Regions from separate parts of the Mus musculus genome. Here region 2 is linked to region 1. The links are chromatin contacts, called in public Hi-C maps. All regions are on one chromosome and are shown on one strand. The core of a region is the stretch at or near the end of the contact, and the rest is flanking DNA. Distances in the headings are between cores, read along the strand shown. Region 1 holds the start of Clec11a (C-type lectin domain family 11, member a). Region 2 has its middle 22 kb from the start of Syt3.

Region 1 (4,476 bases), core at 524-3,023:
GAAGAGAGACCTCCGTGCTACAGATGAGCATCCGAGAGGCTCCGAGAATCAGTTGGCTGCCCAAGGTCACTCTGCCCTCTGCGTACTAGGCTTTCTTGAAAACTGGTGTGTTCCTTTACAAGGCCCCTCATGGGACTCACAGCAGCTGAGGGCAGATGTGAGGTACCTGCTTGGAGCCAGCAGCCTTGGTACATGATGCCACACCTGTGACCTCCATACGGCTGCCATGTCTCCTCTCTGAGCTTCTTTGCTTTTTCCTTGCAAACCCTGGGCCCCTAGATCTTTGGCTCATGAATTGGCAGGACCTGCGGGACTAAAGCTCTGCAGGACTCATGAGCCTGGCATGGTGTGGGTAAGGCATGGCCATCTACTCTCCTGGCATTGGAACCTTCCACTGCCCTCAGCGCCTGCACTCAGGCAGACACCTTGAGAACTCCGGTGCAACCTAAACACAAAAGTCTGATTTTTAAGGCCTTTTACCAAGCTGCTGTAACATTGGTCTTATTCATCAGTTTAACTGAGTACCAACTAGGTGCTAGGAAGTCCTGCTTTGATTTGGGGATACAGAAGTAGCCCCAAAATCTATGCCTTGGTCTGCAAGAGACAGATGTAAATAAACAAGCCCATACTGGTTGGACCATACCTAGAAGAAAAGGGGGCATTTTGAGAAAGCATCTCACATGGTGGGCAGAGCTGAGGCTTCAGTAATGAGAAAGAGCTGAGGGAAGAGTTTGCAGAAGGAGGAAAAGGCTAGGAAGGACAGAGTGGTGATGGAGGGTGAGGGGAGATGAGGTGAGACTGCAGAAAAAACGGTTCTCTCCCAGGCCCCAGCCCTGCAGGCTGCACTGAGGACCGAGGAGACCGCGGTTTGGCTTCTCTCCTGCTTCTGATGGGAAGGTGAGGAGGCAGGGGCGTGGGGAGTAATGTGATCTGATTTATGGTTTGGAAGGATTGCTCTGGCTGCGGCAGGCAAGCAGCCCAGATTGGAGGGGCTCTGTAGAAGGAGGGAGAGTAAGGGGAGGCCACTGCAGTGGTCTAGGCTGGGATAAGGCAGCTTGCAGAGGGTTCTCTACTCACGGCCAGTGCTTGGTTAGTATACATACTGGAGATACCTGCTCTGACTGTCAACCCTTCTCCTCCCTTGATGGGGGAACCACTGGGCTCACTACCACCCCTCCCACCCCAGCATCAACCTGCTCAGGGCCTGGCCTGCAGGAGAATCTTGTAGTTACACCTTTTAAGCAGCACACATGCATGCTGTTCACACATATCCCCACAAGCAGGCACCACATACAAGGGCTGGTAGGGCCAGGACAGGCCATCTGGGTAGAGGATGGGAGAGCCCCGGAGCCTGAGAATGTTAGAAGAGTCCCCTTCATTAGGCTGTGTGGTCAGCGGTGACCACAGGATAATAGCAACCTTAGCATACTCTCTGCAGTGTGCCCCCTCCTCAGGAATGGCCAAGACAGAGAGAAGTGAACAGTCCAAAGCTGGCATCCTATCATAGCCTGCTTTGTTCTGAGAAGACTCCTGGACCAAGGCTGAGGCCTACCAGTACCAAGGATGCCCTGGAAAACTTTCCCCATCTTCCTTTTATCCATATAAGTGCTTGTACTTGCAAAAGGGAGGAAAGAGGGCAGAAGCAGAGGTCTGGAAAGTGGCAAGGGGTGGGTGTGGGTAGACCCAAGGCGGGATCAGGCTTTGGAACGTTGGAGGTTTCCGGCCACAGAGGCAGAGCCTCCTGGAAGCCAATAGGGGCGGGGAGACTCACCAAGAGAAGCTGAGGAGATCAAAAGTTGAGACAGAGCAGATCAGGAGGGAAGGCAGAAGAGAAAGCCTGGCAGAAAGAAGGTCCAAGGGGCTTGTGAGCTGCCCACCAGACTGGGACACTTGCTAGGTCTATACAGCAGTCCTACCCCTGGCATTCTGACCTCTCTACTATTTGGGTGCTGGGAAGCCCAGCTGGATGCAGGCAGCCTGGCTCTTGGGGGCCCTAGTGGTCCCTCAGCTTTTGAGTTTTGGTCATGGAGCCCGAGGTCCTGGGAGGGAGTGGGAGGGAGGCTGGGGAGGTGCCCTGGAGGAGGAGAGAGAGCGGGAGTCACAGATGTTGAAGGTGAGTGTTGGAGGGGCACTGTGGGCTTGAGATGAAGTGTTCAGATGGGTAAAGAAAAGTAAGGGGGTTTAGATGGAACAATGGGTTCAGAAAAGAGCTGAGAGGGTAGGCGGGAAGGAAACTGACATGCATTCTCTGACCCAGAATCTCCAGGAGGCCCTAGGGCTGCCCACTGGGGTGGGAAATGAGGATAATCTTGCTGAAAACCCTGAAGACAAAGAGGTCTGGGAGACCACAGAGACTCAAGGGGAAGAAGAGGAAGAGGAAATCACCACAGCACCTTCTTCTAGTCCCAACCCTTTCCCCAGCCCTTCTCCCACACCAGAGGACACTGTCACTTACATCTGTGAGTATTCAGAAGCCAGGGTGGCCTGTCTGTCAAGCACTGACCCAACTCGGAGGCCAGACACATCAAAGGGGCCCAAGGTCCCCAGATGTGTCTGCCTGTCAAGAGTTTAACCCACTGAACTTCATAGACATGGTCACACATCCCACAGATCGCCTCATCCAATCCGCTTTTGGGAGTCTGAGGGCCGTGCCCTCCATGTCCTTAGAGCCCTTAATTGTGCCTCTAGTTGTGCCTTCTGTCTTTTCACAGTGGGCCGCTTGGCCAGCCTCGATGCAGGCCTACACCAATTGCACGTCCGTCTGCACGTTTTGGACACCCGTGTGGTTGAGCTGACCCAGGGGCTGCGGCAGCTGCGGGATGCTGCGAGTGACACCCGCGACTCAGTGCAAGCCCTGAAGGAGGTCCAGGACCGTGCTGAGCAGGAGCACGGCCGCTTGGAGGGTGAGTCTCAGCAGCACAAAGAGGGCCTAGGTGGGAGGAGGAGACCCATGGAGGTCTGAAGACCTGGAGAAAACGGGTATCAGGATACCAGAGGGTCCACATAGAACTGGGAGGTGCTGGCACATCTAGAGATGGATTGTGAGGTGGGTGAGACTTTTCTTGCTCCAACCTGTGCCACACCCTGAAAGCCCCACCCATAGTCTGGAACCGCCTACACCCTGGCCACGCCCCCGAAGGCCCTGGCTCCACTTCACTAACACACTACTGCTCTAACGAGGCTCCCCTTGGCCCCACCCTTTTCAACCCTCCAAAGCATTGGCCCTGCCCCTGACAGCCTGGCCAGGCCTCACTGGTCACAGAAGTTCTAATCCCTCCTACTATCCACGCCTCCTCTGTCCTCAGCGCTTTGGCTCCTCCTGATGGTTTTCCACCCCTGAAGGGTTTGTCTCCTTTTAACCACGCCCCCAGCACTCCCGTCTTGGCTTCACTGGTCACCGCGGTTCTAACTTTGACTCCGCCTCTTTTTAGCCCCCGTCGCTATAAAACCGCCCCCTGCAGTCCTGGCTCTGCTTCATTGGTTTCCGGGCCTTAGCTCTTTGGCCCCGCCTTCAGTAAGCCTGCCACCACCTCATTGGCCATCCTTCTTATGACCCTCCTTCACCTGGCCCCGTCCTCCACCCCAGGCACCGCTCGACGGCTCAGGCTCCTCCCTCTACCTACCGGACCCGCCCTCTCTCCCCTCCTGCAACCTTGGTTCCACCTCATTGATCACCTAAAGGCCTAGCTTTGGCCTCGCCCCCTCCTACCCGCAACGTTCTGACTCCGCCTCACCCTACACACAGGCTGCCTGAAGGGCCTGCGCCTTGGCCACAAGTGCTTCCTGCTCTCGCGAGACTTCGAGACCCAGGCGGCGGCGCAGGCGCGGTGCAAGGCGCGAGGTGGGAGCTTAGCACAGCCTGCGGACCGCCAGCAAATGGATGCGCTAAGCCGGTACTTACGCGCCGCTCTCGCCCCCTACAACTGGCCGGTGTGGCTGGGAGTGCACGATCGGCGCTCCGAGGGGCTCTACCTTTTCGAGAACGGCCAGCGCGTGTCTTTCTTCGCCTGGCACCGCGCATTCAGCCTGGAGTCCGGCGCCCAGCCTAGTGCGGCAACACATCCACTCAGCCCGGATCAGCCCAATGGCGGCGTCCTGGAGAACTGCGTGGCCCAGGCCTCAGACGACGGTTCTTGGTGGGACCATGACTGTGAGCGGCGCCTCTACTTCGTCTGCGAGTTCCCCTTCTAGAGAACCGGTCTCTGCCCAGGAGCTCTAGTGCACATTTTGCACCGTACACCGCGCACCCTATTGTTAGGGGCCTGGGAGTCGCTCAGAGATTAAGCGTGACCATGAATACATTTTAATCAGAAGAGGTTTTTTATTTTAGATACTGGCACCCAGACTGATTGGGGCCAGGTGTGCTCCTGAGATTGCTTCCAAGATGCATTATCAGCCCAGGGATTTTAAAGGCAAACCCCACAAGATTGCATGTAGCCTGCTTACATGTAGGCCGGAGCATAAAAATTTAACATA
Region 2 (4,476 bases), core at 951-3,450, 99 kb before region 1:
TGCCTACAGGGTAAACCTGCTTTGATTTCTTCTTAGTTACAGTGATACATCCTGTGAGACCTTCAGCACTCTTAGTTAAAGGGAAACCTTGCCTGGCATTTTTAGTTACTGGGCGGCAACACTGGTCTGAATCACCTAGCCAGCCATTATCAGCAACTTCAATTCCTCCTTCTTCTCAGCTTTGCTTGATTTTTCTTAACCCACCCTAGTTGACATTCTGTGCTCATCTGTCCCCAGCAAGGTTAAAAGTGTCACTTGTTTTATCTCCTGCTCTCTCCAAAGTTCCCATAATGTCTGACATATATCATTATACATAGTCAATGTTTGGTGAATAAATCAACAAGAAAACACCCCTCCCCCTCCCCCTCCCCACATGCTTCTTCACATCACTGTGTGGGCCGGAGGAAGAGACCAGAGGATCAGAAATACTGTCACAAATCTAGAAGCTGGGTGGAGAACTTTCACATCACAACTGCAAATTAAGGTGACAACTTACCAAAGTGACTCAGAGAAGAGTCTCGGGTTCACCTGATTCTTGGTTCATCTAGGGGTCTGCCATCAGGCTGAAAGGTGGGTCTTGTTGGGACACACACACACACACACACACACACACACACATTTTGTTCTCCCAGGGTCTCTGCTCTCTGCTCACTATTTTGCTCTTGTCTGTCACCCTCGTCTCATTTCTTCTCTGATTGTCCTCCTCTCTGTGACTCGTCTCTTTGTGTCCATCTTTCCTGGTGTACCTGGGTCATGTTCTTTCCAATGATGTCTGCCCACCTCTTAGACCAGGTGCTACCTGCTGCTGACTCTGCCCACACCCTTGCTCTCTTCTCTCCTCCTTCCTCTCCCCTTTTTCTCAACCTCTCTCTGTCTCTGTTTCTCTGTCTCTCTCTCCAAGTTTGCTGCCCTCTCCCATGTCTTGCCCCACTCCTCAGCTATTGTCTTGGCTCTCCAGCGTCTTCCCTGTCTTTTCCCTGCTCACTCTCTGCCTGTCACCATGGCCCCCATTTTTATCACGGCCACCTTCTCTATTCCTGTCCTCCACACCGTTATCACCTCTGGCCTGTCTTCCCTGTCTCTGTGACTGCCACCGTCTCCTCTATATCTGCTCATTTATCTCCTTCCCCTTTATCATTGTCTCCTTGGTCTTAGTCTGTTCTGTCAGTCTGTGTGTGCTCCCTTGGACACTATTCCTAGAGCTCTTTGTCTCTATCTTGGCCTGGGAACCTTTGTCTCAGCTGTCCCAGGTCTGGTGCTAACACATCCACCACGTTCCTTTCTCTGCTTCCTTTAACTCTATCCTCTCTGTTCCTATCAATACCATGTCTGACTCCATCCTTTCTCGTCTCTGTCCTGACCCTGTCCTCAGACCCTACCTCAGGGCCCTCCATCTGACTCTGACCCATCCTTCTATCTCTGTCCCTTCCATCTTCCTAACAACCCCATCTGACCTTTCTCAGTACAACCACCATCTCCTGGCCTCTGATGTTTCCCGGATGCTATCATTGTCTCCCTGTCACCTCCTGCTTCTCCTTGGCTGTAGTTTAGGCCTTGGGTTCCTGTGAGCTGAGCATGTGGGAGGTCTGTGACCCTGAATAGCTGTTTCTCTCAGTCTGTGTCTTATGGTCTCTCTGTACTTCTGTCCCTCAATGGGACTTTTAAAAGGCCACCTACTTTCCTGAGCCTTTTCTTAGAGTGCCACCAATCAGTCGGGTAGTTGGTCTGGCTGTCCCTATCTGGCCTCTCACGTCACTCCTCATCTCACACATTTTCCCGCCTTTTGTCTCCAACAAGCCCATGAGAGCATGGGCGCATGCGCAACAACCTATGTTTTTCTGAGGGGAGGGGGCGGCTCGCGTGCTTCTGCAAGCCGGCTTGGCAACTACTGACGTCACAAAATGGGTCCCTCTTATTGGCTGCATTTCATCAGGGAGGTGGCCATGCGTTGCCAAGCGCTAGGCGCAAGCAGAGAACCCTAGAAACTCGCGTTGTCATGGCAACTCTGCTTCCAGGAGACTCCTTCGCTATTTCCGCTAATCTGATTGGGCAACTCTTGGCTTCATGCCTGCTTCTGATTGGATGTCAAAGAATTTGGCTGCTTCCTTTCAGTACTTTTCCTCTCTCCTCTAGGGAGCAGGGCAGTGTGACTTAGAGTCTCCAAGGGAGTGCGAGGAGCGTCGGCCATGACACCGGAATTCGGCCTGAGTCAGCTGACTGGGCTGGCTTTCTTACACGCAAGTTCCCGCGCCTCCGGTTAGAGGACACCAAAGAACGCCTGGCTCTTAAAACCTTGGTGACTGATGGCATCATCAGAGATCCGCTGGCCATTGGCGCCCTCTCTTCTGGCTAGCACCCAGAGGCTTTGCGGACTATAACCGGAAAGGAGAAACCCGTGTGTCCAGGAAGTCAGGAACCTGTTCTCAAGTCCTTAAACATGCAAAAGATGGCATTATTGTTATCTTTTATAACCATGTGACCAAATGTGCCCACTCAGAGTAGACACCTTAGCTAGGTCTAGACACCTATCTTTGTTTTGCCTAACAGTTGTTATCTATGATTTTCTTTTCTATTAATAAAAATTTTTAAAATTACCAATTGTAAGCTTTTAGAAAAAAAAAGTCTAGTGACAGACAGTACAGAGAGTTTCATTCGCCTCTCAACACCTCCCCCCAACTTCCGCTATTATTAATATCCTCATAGCAATAGGAGACATTTGTTTCAACTGGTGAGACCACATTAACATAGTGTTGTGTTGGATGATCTTGACAGGATCTAGAATCACCAAGGAAATAAGACTCTAGCCATGCCCGGGAGGGGTTATCTAGGTGACTCACTGTTCCAAGCTGCCACCACCCAGACTTCCCTGCCAGGGTTTGCTGTATTCCCAAACCGTAACAATGGACCCTCCCTCCCTCCCTCCCTTCCTTCCTTCCTTCCTTCCTTCCTTCCTTCCTTCCTTCCTTCCTTCAACTGCTTTGGTCCCCAGTTTTGTCCCAGCAGTGTAGAGTAGCTAATACATTTTTTGTTACTGTTGCCTCTCCGCCCTGGTCATAATGAATAGAGCTGTTACAAACACTCTAACATGTTTTTAACTCTTCTGGGTTAATGCCAAGAAGCAGGATTGAGGCTCCAGATGCTATGAGTGCACTTAGTTCTTGTAAGAAAAAGGTCAAAGTATCTTCAAAAACAGGTTGTGACTTGGCGTTCCCACCCACAGCAAAGGAGTGCCTGTGGCACTTTGTATCCTTGCAAGCATTTGGTGATACTGATGTGTTAGATTTGGGACTGGGATGGTTGGAGTGAGAATGGCCCCATGGCCCATTGATTTGCAAGCTTTGTCCCCAGTTGATAAACTCTTTGGGAAAGGGTAGGAGGTGTGGCCTTGTTGGAGGAGGTATGTCGCTGGGTTTGGCCTTTGAGGCCTTCCCCCACCCCCTGCCTGTTGTTTATGGATATAAAGCTCTTGGCTATTGCTCCAGTGCAATGTCACCATGATGATAATGAACTAGCCCTCAAAAATGCTTGCCCCTAGTTAAACGCTTCCCTTTATAAGAGTTGCCTTGGGCATGGCGTTTATTGTTTTAAAATTTGAAATTTGCTGATGATATACAATATTGGACATATTTCTATGCACTTAACATGTTTAACATTGTGTGTGTGTGTGTTTTCATGCCACAGCACGTACATGAAAGACAGAGCTTGACATTGTGTGTCTTCTTCAATTGCCTTCTACCCTGCTTTGTTTTGTTTTTGAGACAGGGTCTTTCTACGTAGCCCTGGCTGGCCTTGAACTCACAGATATGTGTCTGCCTCTGCCACCGGAGTGCTGGAATTAAAGATATGTACCGGGCTGGTGAGATGGCTCAGCGGGTAAGAGCACTGACTGCTCTTCCAAAGGTCTTGAGTTCAAATCCCAGCAACCACATGGTGGCTCACAACCATCCATAATGAGATCTGACGCCCTCTTCTGGAGTGTCTGAAGACAGCTACAGTGTACTTACATATGATAAATAAATCTTAAAATATGTACCACCACAGCTGGCTTTCCACCTTGGTTTTTTGTTTTGTTTTTTGCTTGTCTGTTTTTGTTTGTTTGTTTAAGACAGGGTTTCTTACTGAATCTGAAGCCTGACATTTCAGCTACACTGGCTGGCCAGAGAGCTTGTGGGATCTTCTTGCTTCTCCCTCCCTGGCCGTGTGAGACCGCAGGTGCACTCGACTGCACTCAGGCTGCGTCTGAGCTCTGGTTCATAGGCTTGGGCATCGCGGGCTTCGTGCACTGAGCTGTTCCCCCACCACAGGGATGGATGTGTGATCTTGATTGTCAACGTGATTGGACCCAGACGCACCTAGGAAATTCATAAAACACACCTTTGGATGACTGTGAGCTGTGGGTCTGGATTCAGGGTCACACACATCATAGGTACACAGGCACTCATCCACTCTGCGCTCCCGGCTTCCGGATATGAGCCG

Evidence for each region. Hi-C and Micro-C count contacts between places; a contact is called where the count stands out from the background.
Region 2: a Hi-C map of regulatory T cells shows a contact between it and region 1, with 4 times the contacts expected there. The contact joins the enhancer-like site here to the promoter of Clec11a in region 1. A contact is called at or near these places in 2 of 39 promoter capture datasets (3T3-L1-derived adipocytes and cranial neural crest), 5 of 484 Hi-C or Micro-C datasets (CD4 T cells, embryonic stem cells, muscle stem cells and 2 more), 2 of 115 datasets of contacts at active chromatin or transcription factors (embryonic stem cells and memory CD8 T cells) and 2 of 9 other capture datasets (adipose tissue and liver).

The regions. Positions count from the first base shown.
Region 1 is chr7:44,304,256-44,308,731 of GRCm38.p6, reverse strand. Clec11a (C-type lectin domain family 11, member a) reads left to right here and starts at 1,773. Exons shown (of 4, transcript NM_009131.3): 1 at 1,773-2,113; 2 at 2,258-2,459; 3 at 2,712-2,903; 4 at 3,746-4,476. The coding sequence starts at 1,967. The coding sequence ends at 4,191.
Region 2 is chr7:44,403,390-44,407,865 of GRCm38.p6, reverse strand. No RefSeq gene overlaps it. Among named protein-coding and RNA genes, the nearest start is that of Syt3, 22 kb to the right of the region's middle. Within about 2 kb of position 2,200, at least 262 of the 459 cell types and tissues checked have an H3K27ac peak or open chromatin away from gene starts, as enhancers often do. A contact at or near this core is called in adipose tissue, memory CD8 T cells and regulatory T cells, where this site is marked.